Regions from separate parts of the Gossypium hirsutum genome. Here region 2 is linked to region 1. A link is a contact called in public Hi-C data. All regions are on one chromosome and are shown on one strand. Each heading gives the region's core, a stretch centred on a gene start, on an enhancer-like site or on the middle of the called end of the contact. The rest is flanking DNA. Distances are from core to core; before and after follow the strand shown. Region 1 holds the start of LOC107918301 (Golgi apparatus membrane protein-like protein ECHIDNA). Region 2 holds the start of LOC107910605.

The links. A called contact is a pair of places that touch in the nucleus more often than the background predicts.
Region 2: a contact with region 1 is called in a Hi-C map of leaf, with 3 times the contacts expected there. The contact joins the promoter of LOC107910605 here to the promoter of LOC107918301 in region 1. A contact is called at or near these places in 2 of 34 Hi-C or Micro-C datasets (hypocotyl and leaf).

The regions. Positions count from the first base shown.
Region 1 is chrD08:47,137,868-47,145,784 of Gossypium_hirsutum_v2.1, reverse strand. It overlaps LOC107918301 (Golgi apparatus membrane protein-like protein ECHIDNA), which reads left to right and starts at 3,627. Exons shown (of 6, transcript XM_016847831.2): 1 at 3,627-3,745; 2 at 3,871-3,927; 3 at 4,014-4,217; 4 at 4,307-4,366; 5 at 4,488-4,614; 6 at 5,547-5,913. The coding sequence starts at 3,731. The coding sequence ends at 5,635. It overlaps LOC107910654 (transcription factor MYB108), which reads left to right and starts at 6,859. Exons shown (of 3, transcript XM_016838594.2): 1 at 6,859-7,164; 2 at 7,261-7,390; 3 at 7,498-7,917. The coding sequence starts at 7,005.
Region 2 is chrD08:47,508,146-47,516,062 of Gossypium_hirsutum_v2.1, reverse strand. LOC107910605 reads right to left here and starts at 5,048. Exons shown (of 8, transcript XM_016838511.2): 1 at 4,256-5,048; 2 at 3,397-3,430; 3 at 3,081-3,293; 4 at 2,912-3,001; 5 at 2,733-2,798; 6 at 2,560-2,651; 7 at 2,414-2,461; 8 at 2,120-2,297. The coding sequence starts at 4,596. The coding sequence ends at 2,180.

The DNA.
Region 1 (7,917 bases), core at 2,378-4,877:
ACAATGTAAGCTGTAAATAATCAAGTTTGGCTCTATAAAGTTTCTCATATGAAGTAGAACCTTATAAAACCTTAGTAGGTAATCTATTCACCAAATGAATAACATGAGAGAAAGCATGTGACCAAAATTCCAAAGGCATAAAAGCCTGAGCCAGAAGAGTGAGTCTCATGTCAACTATATGTGTATGCTTCCTTTCAGCTACCCCATTTTGTTTAAAAGTATGTCGACATATGATCCTGTGTTGAATGCCAAATCAAGAGAGCTCCTTCAAGAGAGAATGATATTAGACTCCCCAATCACTTTGAAGAGTTTGATAGAACACCCAAACTGAACTTGAACAAACTTCTTGAAATGGAATAAACAACTTGAAACTTCAGACTTAGTCTTGAGAAAATACAACTAGGTATATTTACTATATATGTCAACAAATGAAACATAATAAAGAAAACCATCTGATCATGTTTGTACTGATCCCCAAACATCTGATATTGTCAATTCAAAGGGAAAATAATACATTGTTTGTGAAGAATCAAATGGTAGCTTATGAGCTTTACCTAGTTGACAAGCTGAACAAACACGAGACAATTTATTATCACTAAAAACAACATTACAATCGCACAAAATACGACTAAGAGTGCCAATTCAAGGGTCACCGAGTCTTTGATGCCATAACTCAACAGGATTTTCTAGCTAAGCATTGCACACCACCTTCGATGTGACATACGTGTCCCAGAATCATACCAGCAACTACATTGGAAGCTGTACGAGAAAAATCAAATCTATAGAGTCCATCATGCATGCGACCCACTAACAGAGTTTTCCCTGTCTGAATATCCTTCACAAAACAAAGAAAAAGATAAAACTCAAAGTAAACTCCATTATATCTTGCAAACTGACCTACTGACAGCAAGTCTTACAAATAGTTAGTACATGAAGCACATTCCAGAGTTGCAAAACCCTAGGACCAACCAGTAGAGTAGAAGACCCTATGTTAGCAATAGATATTGACTCACCATTGCCCATAGACACTCTACTTGTACCTGTATAAGATGAAGCATTCATGAGAGTAGTCACGTCAAAAGTAATATGATTAGTTGCTCCTGAGTCAGGATACCAGGCCTGATCTATATTAGTAGAAGAAGAGCATCCAAGACTAACTGGAATTGATTGAGATTGAGTTTGGGAAGATGAAATAGTCAACTCACAGCAATGTTAAACGAGCAATGAGGCACTTGAGTAGCACACCTTTGTCCATCAAAGTGATGATAGTTGATCAACATCGAAGAACTTTGATCAACACCAGAAAAATTCTCATCAAACCTGTAGTAACAGGTCTGGAGCACATGACTAACCTTGCCACACAACTGACATTGTGGTCCAGAACAAGACCAACCACGACCATTACCACGAGACCAACCTCTTTCATTTCTTCTATGTCCTTGCTTGAACTCCTGAGTATTAACTCCTGGAGTAATCAGTTTGTTTTGTTTGATGCTCCCCATGTTTTTGGTGAGATACCAAATTAGCCTGCATAAAAACCTCAGCAAGTAATGCCAGTTGTCTTGTTTCACAATCAAGAAGCATTTCAGTCATCAGATTAAGTGACATCGGAGTTACTGACGCAAATACAGGAATAGATTCGTAATCCATCGAAAGTCTTGCCAAAATTATGCTTACTTACTCCTGATTTGTCACCATACTACTGGTTGCAATCAAATTATCACACATACTTTTCACCTTAAACAAGTATTCTTTAACAATAAGATTGCCTTTCTTTAAAGAATATAACGAATGATGCATACTGGAAATCTTGATGCTTGACTTCGCACCAAACCTTCTTTCAATAGTCGTCCAAACTTCAAAACTAGTACTAGCCTTTGTGATATACACCAAAATATCATGTGTTACCGTAGATAACATCCAATAAGCTAAAAATTTCTTCTTATGAACAAGAAACAATGGATTTTCAACTAACTGACCCTCATTGCCAACTACAAATTGTAAAGGAACATTAATTGTGCGTAAAACATATCCCTTAAGATCATAACATTCAAGAATCAAAAGAATTTGATGTTTCCACAAAAGAAAATCATTCTCACCAAGTTTTATCGTGTCATGCTTTGAAAAATATTGAACCTGCTGCAACAATGAAGAAGAAAGACTTAATTTTTTATTCAAGAACTTGATGGACAAATGAACACACATTGGCTATTTAATGTAGCCATGCTTACATACCAAAAATACCATAAATAACAAGCTAGTCTAACAACTAGATAACTACCTTAACCAACTAACTTCATATGTTTCATACTCATAACATCAAGATAGTAAATTTATATTAGAGGTATAATAAAGATTAATTAAAAATAAAGGGAAAAAAAGAAATTGAAAGGGACTTGACACAATATGGCGCGGACAAGAATAAAGAACAAAAATGAAAAAGAAAGGAACTGAAACTTCAGTTCAAATGGAAATTCCAAGCACAGGGGCGCACCCTCCGATGCACATATATGTACTTAATCCTATTTGAATTCTTTAATTTAATCTAATATTAAAGATAAAAAAATAAAATACTAAAAAATCAAAAAATTATTCTAAAGATAAAATACTAAAAAATCAAAATATTGTTCTAATGAAAAATTAGATGTTTTTTACAAATAAATCTCAAGATAAAAGTTTTCAAAATAGATCATTATCTATCAATTTTTTTTATCCAAAACTTTTACAACAACCCAATTGAATTTTTTGGTTTGTTTTTGCACCTAATCAAAAATTAAATAATAAACCCAAAATTAGTAGCACCTCATTTAAGAATTTATCAAAATTAAGCACCATAAATATGTCAATTGGGCACATTATCACTCACCATACCAACCTACTCCTAAGAATTGTATAATGTAATTAGGGTGCTCCAATTACACTTAATTTTGTGAGATCCACTAATTATAATGATTACTCAAACATGCCGCACATGTGTAATTATAAATAAATACACTCAATCTCAATTACTAGGTGACTTTTAAAACGCTGCTTATAAAAATTGGTGCAAATAATTGAAGTGCACCAATTACACTAGTCATATCATACAAATATTTACAAATAATTGCACTCAAATTCAATTATAAAACTCAACTGTCAATTCAACGAAATAAATATGGACCGAAATGTCAATATGACAAACTCAATAGCATAAATAGGACCAAACTCACAAATAATTAAACCCAAATTATTATTAAACCAAAGATCTCCTCCACTAAATAATTAAGTTATTTGACAAAAGAAAAATAAGCCCCAAATTATAAGTTAGACTGTTATGATTATGATTCGATTTATACCTGAACTGAACTCTGTATAATTTAATGCAAAGCTGATTAGTAAAAGCCCCATCCTTACGGACATAGGCAGGCCTGCATTTATCTGGTGCCAAAAAGTTAGACCCAATTCAGAACCAATTTCGCGCTATCTAAATCGCTACTCGACTCAGTCCAATGAACAAAGTGACTGTCTCAAACCCCCGTGCCCCCCCCCCCTCTCCCAAAGGTCCACTTTGTTGAAAAATAAACAACGTTTCGTGCGAGAACGAGGGAAATTTTATAGGAGCGAAATGAGCCAAAGCACAGACCCACCCCCCTTCCCTACAAACTTGTTCTATCAAAATCTCTGAATTTGTCTATAATCCATACAAAAGAAAAGGACTATTACAGTTTACATTTGAATATTCATCTCATTCATGGATCTAAGCCAGGTAAAATTCCCCCCCTAAACCCAAACTTAAAAAGACTTTCATGCCATCTAATTTCTCAGATCATAACATTTTAGATTCGGGTTTCTTGTTATTTACGTATATGTTTTTCATCTATTACATGACAGCCCGTAGAAGAAAACTATGCCAATCCCAAAACATGCTTCTTTCACGTCCTCTTCAAGGTGATTGCTGTGATAATTTTGTGCTGGTTTCGAGAATTGCATGATTTCATTTCCCCCTGGTTGATGTATAGTGTCTTTTCGGACAGGCCTCGGCTTTGGCATTTTACATGCTTTCAACGCTGTTTGCGGATAGTTTTGTTATCATCTTTGTGATCACCGTCGTGCTTGCTGCACTTGATTTTTGGGTGGTCAAGAATGTTAGCGGCCGTATCTTGGTGGGGCTTAGGTGGTGGAATGAAATAAATGAGCAAGGTGAGAGCATATGGAGATTTGAGTGCCTTGACCACGAGGTTTGTCCTTTACATTTTGGTTACCCCGATCTCTTCATTTGCAAATTCCATTGTTTGACATTGTTTTTAACCCCCCCCCCTCTATGCAGTCCTTAGCTCGTATTAACCAAAAGGATTCTTGGTTATTTTGGTGGACATTGTATCTTAATGTAAGTAATTATTGCGACAATGGATTGGAAGTCACTTGCTGATGAATTTGCAATGCTTTCACTCTGATATGCTTTCAAGTTTTAACATTTCTTACTTTCTCGTCCTTTTTTTTCTATTCAGGCAGTTGCTTGGACCATCTTTGGGATATTTTCATTGGTTAGACTTGAAGTTGATTATCTCCTAGTTGTGGGAGTTTGTTTGAGCCTTGCCATTGCCAATATCATCGGATTCACCAAATGTCGTAAAGGTATGAGATTCCGCCGTTTCAGATTTATAGTAATTCTTGTAGGACGATAAATCGTGTCGAAAAAAAAGCTAAAGGGTGATATATTTAGATCACACACCATGGCAGTCCATGTCATTAGCTTGGTTTAGGTGGATTTTGCAAGGCTCTTGAAGCATATCTAGTCAAAGTTTTTTGTTAATGAAATAAGCTACAACATGCCATCCAACAATTTGTGTTATTGTTTGAATGCAAACCATTATAAACTATAGTTATCTCTAGCTGTCTAACAGCCCTGAGTGCATGAATGGGTCTGCCCAGCTTTGCCAGTCCAAGAGACCAAGAGTATGTAGGGTAGAGGTTAAGGTTATTAATTTGCTCTCACTGGCTCATACACATAGAGACTAGGTTGAGCTAAGGCTTTTTTTTTTTTTTTTTTTGGTTTGATCATTACAAACCAAGGAGAGGAGCGTATAGGTGACCCAAGACTCGAACCCAGGTCTATGATGCCAACGAACAACAACTTTACCACTCTAACTGTGGCTTCATCGGCCCGTTCAAACTTTAGATCTTATACTAACAGGCTTGGAGCAAACTTGTAAATAGAAATGCAAGCCTAAAACAGAGAAAATGATACTAAGATCACCTCAAATCATGGGTTTGGTTAAAGTTGGGTTTTATTGGCTTATTTGTTCATTTGGATTGAAGGTGAGCTGATTTTTTTTATACAAAATGGGATCGGAAGGAAGAAGGGTTTTCAAATAAAGTTATCGAACCTTAGACTTCATGCTAATTAACTTGAAATCCACACAAATTTAGCTTTGAGTGGATGGGTGGGATCTTTAATCCCTTAACCTTAATCTAACCTAAACCTGTGAAGCCAATTCTCAGCTACAGTTTATATCATTTCTATTATCTTACAAGATTTTCTTTTTTCCTCTTTATAATAAATTCAGATGCCAAGAACAAGATTCAGGCGTTTGCCTCTAGGACCATTGCTTCTCGTTTTTCATCTACACTACAGTCAGCATTTAGCTTGGTGTAAGTTGTCTGAGCTGCAAACAGATTTTATCAAAATTTTATTGCCAAGGTTTCTTTAACTTCTAGGCACTGAAAAACAATGAATTCATAATGTATTTTTGTTTTTAATCATAGAATAAAAAAAAAAGAAAAGAAAAGGAATTAGAAATATGTATTCTCCTAAACTTATTGTAATAAATTTTACAACATAAATCAGTATAACAGATACATGTAGTTGAAAGAGAAATTTGATCGACTTGGTGGGGATTATATCTGTTTTAATCACACCAAACTTCCTCACTACATTATTGCTAAATTGGGTTTCTTCACATAATTCTATATTCTTAACCAAAACAATTTCTGTGAGCACACCATTTGCAGAAGAAAAATGAAAATTACATCTATGAGTCACAATCTGCAACAGCTACCAAATTGACTTTCCTCTGCTCACCAAACTCTCTTTCTTTTTCTTGAATCTAAAACCTAACAACACAATTAAAAATTTGTCCCTTGACTCTTAAAAAAATTCTACAAATACCTCTAAATTGTTGACGAGTGAGAATCACCACTTGACATGTAGTGGAAATTCATAACTAGTTAAAAATAAGAGTGCATGAAAAGTAGTTTGAATTGATGATGGTTAAAGATTGAAGGGCAACCAGAATACCACATAATTCAAATGGTATCCTGATTGCGCATGAATCTAAGGTCATGAGTTTAAACAAAATAAAATCTTAAAATGGATCAATTTATGTTATCAGCGCCATATGCTCTTTTAACTGTTGATGAAATGGTAGTTTAAAACCCCACAAGAAAGAGAAGATCTACTTCTAGTTTTAGACACAAAGGAGGAGGAGAAATAGCATTACATGGTCGGTCACAAATAATACAAATTTTGATTGACCATTTTCATCATCTTCACATGTTGCAACCACAGCAGAACACGTTGAAAATATTGGATCTATGTAATAATAAAACAACACAACTTGTCCTCGTTTTGAAAAAGAAAGAAACTACCTTTTTTATCCCCGTAGAATAGTGTTTGGTCTTCATAGTTCATATTCAAACATTCTGTCCAATTGTGCGTGTACGAGACCAAAACATAAGACATGGAAAAGTCAGACAGTCAAACCCCAAATAGAAAATTCACAAATGGGTCGTTGCAATTTCTACTTTTTCATCACACACACATGCCCCTGGTTTCTCTTCTTCATCAAAAATAAAAAATAAAAAAAACATCATTGTTTTTCTTTTTGGTAGTCAGTCCAAACTCCCCCTATATAAATGAATCCCCTTGGCTCGAATCAACCCAAAGTCACAAATCAAATCCCTCTCTATCCTTTTTGGTTTCTTCATCGGAAAAAAAACAAAGCCTGTTTCTTTTCAGCTCAGAAATGAATGTTTACGAGACTGGTTTCATATCTGAAACCCCACAAAGTGAAGAAGATATGGACGTAAAGAAAGGTCCATGGACTGAAGAAGAAGACTTCACGCTTAAAGCTTATGTTAATATCCATGGCGAAGGTCGCTGGAACTCAGTTGCTCGCTTATCAGGTATAAAACCCAAGAATTTTAAGCCTTCTATGCATCTCTTCTGCACATGATTTCTTTTTTGTGATACTGAAAATGAAACGAAATGAATTGGTCCAGGATTGAAAAGAACCGGCAAAAGCTGTAGATTAAGATGGCTGAACTATTTGAGACCGGAAGTGAGACGTGGGAACATTAGTCTCCAAGAACAGCTATTGATTCTTCAACTCCATTCTCAATGGGGCAACAGGTTTGTGTTTTTTACTTAAAAACCCCAATTTTGCTTTCATCATTCCTTAAATTTTCATATATGAATGGGTTTTTTGTGCTAACTTGGATCTGGTTTTGATCATGAAGATGGTCTAAAATTGCACAACACTTGCCTGGAAGGACAGACAATGAGATAAAGAACTATTGGAGAACCAGAGTCCAAAAACAGGCGAAACAGCTTAAATGCGACGTTAACAGCAAGCAATTCAGGGACGCCATGCGGTACGTTTGGATCCCTCGTCTGGTCGAACAAATCTGCTCTTCATCCGGATCCCACTCGGCTCAACAATCCTCCTCCACCACCACCACCTACGCAGATACGATCGGTTCGGTCCGAGTTGACCCGAGACTCTTGCCCGAGTTATCAGGCACTTCATCAGATTCCCTGGACGCCCAAGTCTCTTCCGTTTCAGACCTGACCAATTCAAAATACCCGAATAGCTTACAAAACGGGTCGGGTTCAGGAAATACAATAGCGGGAACATGGGGTGGGGTTGAAATTGAGGC
Region 2 (7,917 bases), core at 3,799-6,298, 370 kb before region 1:
AGTTGCATTTATCTTAGTGTTATTTAAGTCTACATATTTTTTAAAATTTATTTTCAATTTGTTGAGAAATATTTAAAAATTATATAAAAATAATATAAAAATTAATACGGGCGGGCCGGGTCAAGCCCGAGTTTTATCATTTTATCTGGGTTGGGCTTGGGCAAAATTTTAGGCCCATTTTTCGGGTCGGGCCTAGTAAATTGGCTTGAATTTTTAGTTGAATCCAGCCTGGCCCATGAGCACCTCTAGTAATAAAGGACTAAAATGAAAATATAACAAAATTAAAAGCCTAAATTATAAGGAAACATAACATAAAGGATTAAATTAAAATGGGATAGAAAAATAAAGGGACTGAAAAGGAAATTATCCCAATCATATTTAGACTTGTCATTCCCTTAGTGAGTCCATAGTGGGTCAAGGGACTAAATTGCATAAGAATAAAATAAAAGGGGTAAAAATAAAATAGAATAAAAAGATGCAGGACGAAATTAAAAACAAGCAAAAAAGTGGAAGGGCCAAAACAACAAATATCCCCTCCCTTCAAAAGCACGTGGATCTTGGGAGGGGTCGGATCATATATTCGGGTTGGCCCCAAAATAACACCGTTTTGGACATTTTAAGCTATGCCCCAAAACGACATAAAACGATGTCGCATAATGCCCTTATATAAGTAAACAAAAAAAAATCATTTTTCAACCTGTTTAAAAAAAAACTCTTATTTTGTTTTTTTCTCCCTGAAAGCTTCCCTTCCTTCCGGCCATAGGACTATCGCACGTCCCCCGCGACCACCGGTCATCGACAATGGCAACCGCCGCCTCCGATGGCCGAAAATTTCCAAAAGACCCTTTTTACCCCTTCTATCACGTGGAACACAGATTTGGGGTAAAAATCCCGAAAAACTTAGCCAAAGTTTGGCCGAAAGCAGAGAAACCTTTCAGTGTCTTCCCTTTTCCGACGAGGTCCTCGACAGAACCCTAAGGGATTTTTAGGCTTCTCGAGTTGGAGACAAGGACACTATGATAGCTTGAGTATTACAGGTAAAAAACTTGAATCTTTTGTTATTTATTTTTCTTTTTTATATTTTTTCAAAATTTAAAAAGGTAAATAAAATAAAAAATACCTTCTTTAAACTTGTTTTTTTCTTTTTGTATTCTTGGTTGAATTTTTTTTTGGTTACAATTCATTTTCAGCTTTTATAGTTGAAATCTATTACAAAATAATATTATATTTTTTCTTCTTTTCTTCTTTTCTCTGCTTCTTTGCCTCTGTTTCTCTGTTTTTGCAGGTCGTGGTGGCATTGATGAGTAGGTGTCAGGCCTCAGATGGCACGCCTGCTGACGTGGCGAGGGAGTGATGCTGAAGGGGACTTTGGGGTTTTTTCTTTTTTTTAGGTTTTGGACTTTTGGGTTGTTGGTTTATTGGGCTTAAGGGTTTAGGTTAATAAATTGAGTCCTGGGCTTGTAATTTGGACTGTTAATGAACTTTTATTTATTTTTTGTTTTAATTGTTCTTTCAGTTTGTTTTGTTTGGGTTTGGGCCGGATGAATTTGGCCTGTTATAAACATAATTGATTAATAATTAGTAAGAAATTCAAAAAGAAGACAATTAAAAAAATACAAATTACAAAAGAAAAATTCTTATTTTATATATTTTTAACTTTTTTTTTTCTATCTAAGTTTCCTACAAATAAGTGTCAATTATTTTAATCCATTCAAAATGATTTTATTATATCTCAAGATTTATGTGCTTGTAATTCTTTTACACAAAAAAATAATTCTTGTAAAAATGATAGCTTGATACACGTATTCCAACCGTGCCCTATTGGTTGTTTTTAATGTATTTTATCAGTGTTCCAGTTATGTGTTTGAAACACAAGTTATTAATTAAACTGTTTAACAAGTGATTCAATCAATTTCATCTTATTTTCGCAACCATCTTTACTATTTACAATTTTGAAGTTGATATAATCACATCAACAAATTAAATTAAAATTAAATATCAAACCAGATGATGAGTCTAGAATAAAGAAACGTGCAAAGATCACAACCTAGAAAGGGAATGAATATGAGGAATGAGATCCCCTTCTTCATATACCAAAAAAAAAAAGGGAAAGAAAGCATACATCCAAAACAAAATTTACCATAAACAAAACCAGTTGATTTGAAACAAAGAAATAAAACTAGTATGATCTAACAAAAGCATGAGGGAACAATCTTGGGAGGATCGAATTTTTTGCTTTTACAATAAGTGCATACATTCCATAGCAGGGGATATGAACCAGAGCCAGGGCAAAGTACCTATACAAATGGAAAGAATTTGGCATTCATCAGACTCTTGTATTAACATGCTTTTTTTTTTCTCACTCTAAACAGGGACGGAAAACAAATTGAACAGTGTTAGCTCGTCACATTACCATAAAGGAGCCCATGGCGTATTAAGCTCCAGGAAAGGATATGGCCACCTAGGAAAGTTGCAGCATATGTTAGTACTCAAACCCGAAACATGAAGAAACCGGTAAATCTTACCGACGACTAGAATCGAGAAAAGAACGATACGTACCATGTAAAACCGCAGGCATGAAGAACCCATTGGAAAACAACATACAGACAGCTCCATTGAACGAAATATGCAAGCCGGAACCAAGAAAATGGCTGACACAATAAAATATGAGATTCCATTAGTTCCATAACTTGTCAAGTGTGGAAGCAGTTTGGGGACGGTGCAAAACTTACAAGGCTATTAAGAAGGGTATCTAGGATAAGGAACACAGCATTCAAAGTGTGCATGCAGCCCATTAACTGTGAAGGAAGAAATAAACAGGAATTACTTACTAGAATTACAACATTATGTAACCATTATTGCTTAATACATTTCCATAAGAAGAGATGAAATAAATGAAGTTCAATCCCACCGTGTTAAGGCCAAGGTGCGAGTTTGATAAAAACGGGACGATGACGCACCAAAATACAATGTCCGTCAGGATGACAGCTCCGGCACAAGTCTGCAGATGAAGCAAAAGTGAGTAAATTAGCTGCCTACAGGGAAAGACAGACCTGATATTATAGGCCTTTAAGACTGACCTGATATATAGTTTGCATAAGATATCCCCAAAATCCTGCCCTTTGACTCTGCAACCTGATTTTATCCCTCACATTGTTTTCCTTATAAGTTACAGAGTTTTCAGTTCTACTCTCTTCCACATCACTTTTCAGAAACTCAGCCCTTGCACCATTTTCAGGCAGAGGAGTATTTAAGCACACCCAACACCCATAAGCAGAAATGACAGTCCCCAGCTACATATTGGGCATATTATATGTTAATTTTTAAGAAGGTCATATACATGAAAAGAAGATAATAGGAGAAACGGGGTTCAATTTTATTTTAATCTTTACATACCCCAAAATAGACCATAACCAATGCAAATGTCCACCTGCAGATTTGTTGCATCACCAGATTAGCTAAAGGCTGTGGAATTTTAGTATTTTACATTCTCAGAAAAAAAAGAAAGAAGGAAAAATAGTAAAAAACTTGTTGGTAAAAAATGTACAACTTAAGAATGAAGGAAAAGTCTTCAAAGCGTTAATGTAAAAAAATAAAAAGAAGAAGAAGAAGAAGAAGCAAATATGTGATCATTTAGTGTTCTTAGATTAAAGAATGGAAAAGCAAGAACAAGAAGGCAAGTTTGGAGATGATCTTACTGAGTGTAGAAATAGAAAGCAAAAGCTCCTCCCTCAGAGGCAATAACCTCACACAGTATCCGAGCCGTGCATATAAAAGCAAAAGCTCTATAACATAGAAGCCAACAGGGATTTAAGTTTCTCCACTGTGGCTTCCAAAAATGATTGAAAAATAACGGGTCTGTTTTAACTTTATTGATGCTATATGAAGCTAAGACAGATGGGGAAACGATGATTAATGCACACACTGGTACTTGCCACCTGAGCCAGTACCCCAAGCCTTCATCGTTCGAATCCGACATTTCGAATTAAGGAGAGGAAGATTTCGGACGGGTAAATAAGTTGGGAATATGAGAAAAATGATCGGGGTTTTCCCAGATCTGTCTCAGACAAGGAAGATTGTATGCTCTTTTGGTGATCAAAGACAACAATGATAGGTAGTTGTAAGTTACGGAAGTTGACTTGGTAACCTTAGAATTTTATAGGCCCAATTTGGTTGTTTCAGATTATCTGGCCCATGCAATTGGACTGTAAGAAACACACACTTATAAACATGGAGCCCGGAGGTATATACTTACTCGGTGTAGTAGACGAAGATGGAAGCATCCCAATCGACTATGTCCCACGACAAGAATCCGGCCAACGCTGCAAACGAAACAAAACGAGTCAACACTAGCCATCCAGGGTGCACCCCTTTCCAACAACTGGTCCATAGCTGGTTGGAGCCAACGTGAGCGGTGGGTGTGGCATGTACGAACCCATCGGCATCCTGTTGAGCCGCTAGCAGACTCTCGTATACGCTATCGTCCTCGCATCTAGATGCAGCTTCTTTTCTCCATAAAACCCATAAAGACCCAAGGAAGGCAGCCGCCACAATGCCGAAACAAATGCAATCGTACCAATAGACTACTAGCGCCATGGTCCAGACCCCAGGCAGAGGGTGTTTTGGACCAGTGTCTGCTGCAAAAGAAAAGACGAGGGATGTTAAAGCTTCGAGGAAGAAGGGTATGTAGTGACTTTCATCGGTGTCATTAAGATGTGGGAGAGTAGAAAATTTGTTTAGTGGTTTAGGCGGAGATTTAGCTGTCGGGTTTTGGTAGGAGAATGGTAGTTTTGACTGTCTGGTTTGAGTCTTGGAAACATGTTTACCACAAAAATGTTTTTAAAATATAATGGACAGTTGTTGAATTTGACAAGGGGGGAGTCTGCTTGCTGCAGATTAATATTTTAAGCAAGATTAGGTTGAAAGTTTGGAATAAATTACTTCAGCTGCTAACCTTGTAGCATGAATTAAAATGCCTTTATTTCTAGTCTCTAAGGTTCATTAGTTATGTTCAATATAAACTTAATGCACAAGCAATTCCATTTACTAAAAAGCAATGAACTCTGATTATTAGACTACCCCTTGATTTGCGAGTTTAACCATAATCAAATGAAAATATAAATATATATAAGTTGATAATCGATTGAGTTGCCTGATTTTCTTTTAGAAAAAGTATTTGATGCATTTCGCAAACTAGTAGGTTTAGATTGAGTTTATTTTCAATTCAAACTTTTTTTTTTTGCATTTGGATCCATTCGGATTCAGATTGTTTTGGGTTCGAATTTTTTTTGATTCGGGTTCTTTCGAACTCAAATTTTTTCGTATTCAAACTCAGATCAAGTTGGACGGTTTTGATGGATTCAAATAATTTTAAATTTTATAAGTTATAAATATTTTAATTTCAAATGTAACAATTCATTTTACTATTATACGATGACAATGTAATTCAAATTTACCTTATAAAAACATAAATTATATATATTTAATAAAATTATTTTGTATAAAATAATTAAAGTACTTATCGTGTGTAAAATTGATTATTCTATGATATTATATGAATTAATGAAAATATATTTTATTGTTCATGATTATATTATATTGACAATTGAGTACTTTTTTTTATCTTTCTTATTAAATTTACGTAATACTCATATTCTAAAATATTTATTTCAAAACAAAATTATAGTATAGTAAGTCCAAACCCAAATAATATATTCATTATTGCCAAAACTCAAAAAAAAAAAATTGTAGCCCAAATCTCAAGTCCAAAATACCCAAATACAATTTGTAAAAGTTAATGTCTAATTCAAAATCTAATTTAATAAAAATAATATTTATTAATATATTAAACTTTTAATAATATTTTATGTATTGCTAGTTGTAGTTATAAACATGTATTTTAATATACTAAATTACATAGAACTATTGATGTTATATATTTTATTATAATCTATAATATGATAATAGTTATAAATATATATTAATACTTATAAAATATATTATTTCATTATAAAACTATATCACATACTATAATAGTAGAGTAGTACATAATATATTAATTATTATCATATATTATTGTTGTTTATTATATTGGTTAGAATATGCTCTAAGTCCCTATACTTTTCCTACATTTGAAAGTTAGCTCTCTTACTATATTATATATGTTATATCATATCATATAGTGTATAATATATTAATAGTTTATATATATGCATAAATGATTAACCATTACAATATCATGTAACACTATATTTTTTATTATAATCTATATTATAATAATAGTTATATATAATAGTAGTACATTATATATTACTTATTGTTTATTATTATTCTTGTTGAAATATGCTCTAAGTCTCTATACTTTTCATACATTTGAAAGTTAGCTTTCCTAGTATATTATATAAAGCTATATCATATCATATCATATATTTATAGTTTATATATATGCATCGATGACTAAACATTACAATATCATTTTATTATTTTATGTATTAATATTAGTCACATGTATTAATATTTTTAGTAATAGTTATGTATATTATTATTTTATGCATTAGTAATATACAAATTTAATATATCAGGTTAGGTAATCGGTTTTGGTAATAGTTATATACTATATTATTATATTATCATTAAACTTTAAATTTATAGATTTTAATAATTAATAAATATATATATAATTACAATATTAAAATTTTATATTAAATTAATGTCACTTTATAATTTAATATAAAAATATTATTAATTACTTTTTCTATTAATAATTTTTAATACAAGTATGCAATGCTTATGAATACATTTTTTAAAAAAAAATAAAGAATTATCATTTATTTTTATTTTAAATAATAACATAAAATTATATTAATTATTAAGGTCAATTATGAAGATGACAACAACAATGGAGGTGGAAACACAACTAAACTCAAGCTTTTTATGCTTTGAAAAATAAATATAACTGAAATATATTGAAGGATTTGAAGTAAAATCAAATACAAAGTTTAAGTGTTGAATTGCAAAGGAAATGAAAAGGCTACAGTAAAAACTAACTAAACTACTAACCACACCAATTAAATTAAAAAAAAGTAAATGACCTAAACCTAGAAATGGAGAAGAAACTAACAACTAAGCTAAATAGATGAAAGAAAAGTTGGCTCCTCTAGTTGATAGAAAAAAAGTCTTTAAACAGCTGAGAAATTCAACCTTAACTTTGACAAAATTACCCTTAAAATGTGTGTTGACTTGGGTTTGTGTTGGACAAAATATTACCCTTGCAACAATTTTCACCTCGTCAGGCAATGGTGTCGCGACATCTAGGCTTCAGTGTCGTGACACCCTCAATAATGGCACAAGTGTAGCTCTGGGGGTTTTCGATGTTACAACATCCACTAGCTGGTGTTACAACATATCTATTGGTGCCTATGATTTCTCCACTTCAACAACCTTATGATATTGTGACTTGGAAGCTTGGTGTCGGGACTTTGAGCTTGATGCCGCGTCGCCACACCCTCATTGTCGCAACTCTGTCAACAGTCCGCAACCAGATTGATATCTTGTTGAAGTTTTGCATCCTCAAGGTAAAAGAATCGGTGTCGCGACTCCCATAACGTGAATGTCACGACACCCATGTTGAATATTGTTTTCCTCAAGGTCGGGCCCTTATCGTCTCTCCTTACACCAACTCGAACACACCATTAGGTTTCCTATGACACCATTTTACCAATTTGGGTCTCAAAAGGAAAAAAACTAAACAATAATGATTATTAATGATAAATACTAAAAATCAAAAAAAGTATGTAAAAGACTCATAAATTGCTTGAGAATAAGTTCCCTGAGTGTTATGGAGAGCCTAATTTGACGTATCAAATTACGCCAGATCAAACTTCCTCACAGTTAAGTTTTTACTTGTCCTCAAGCAAA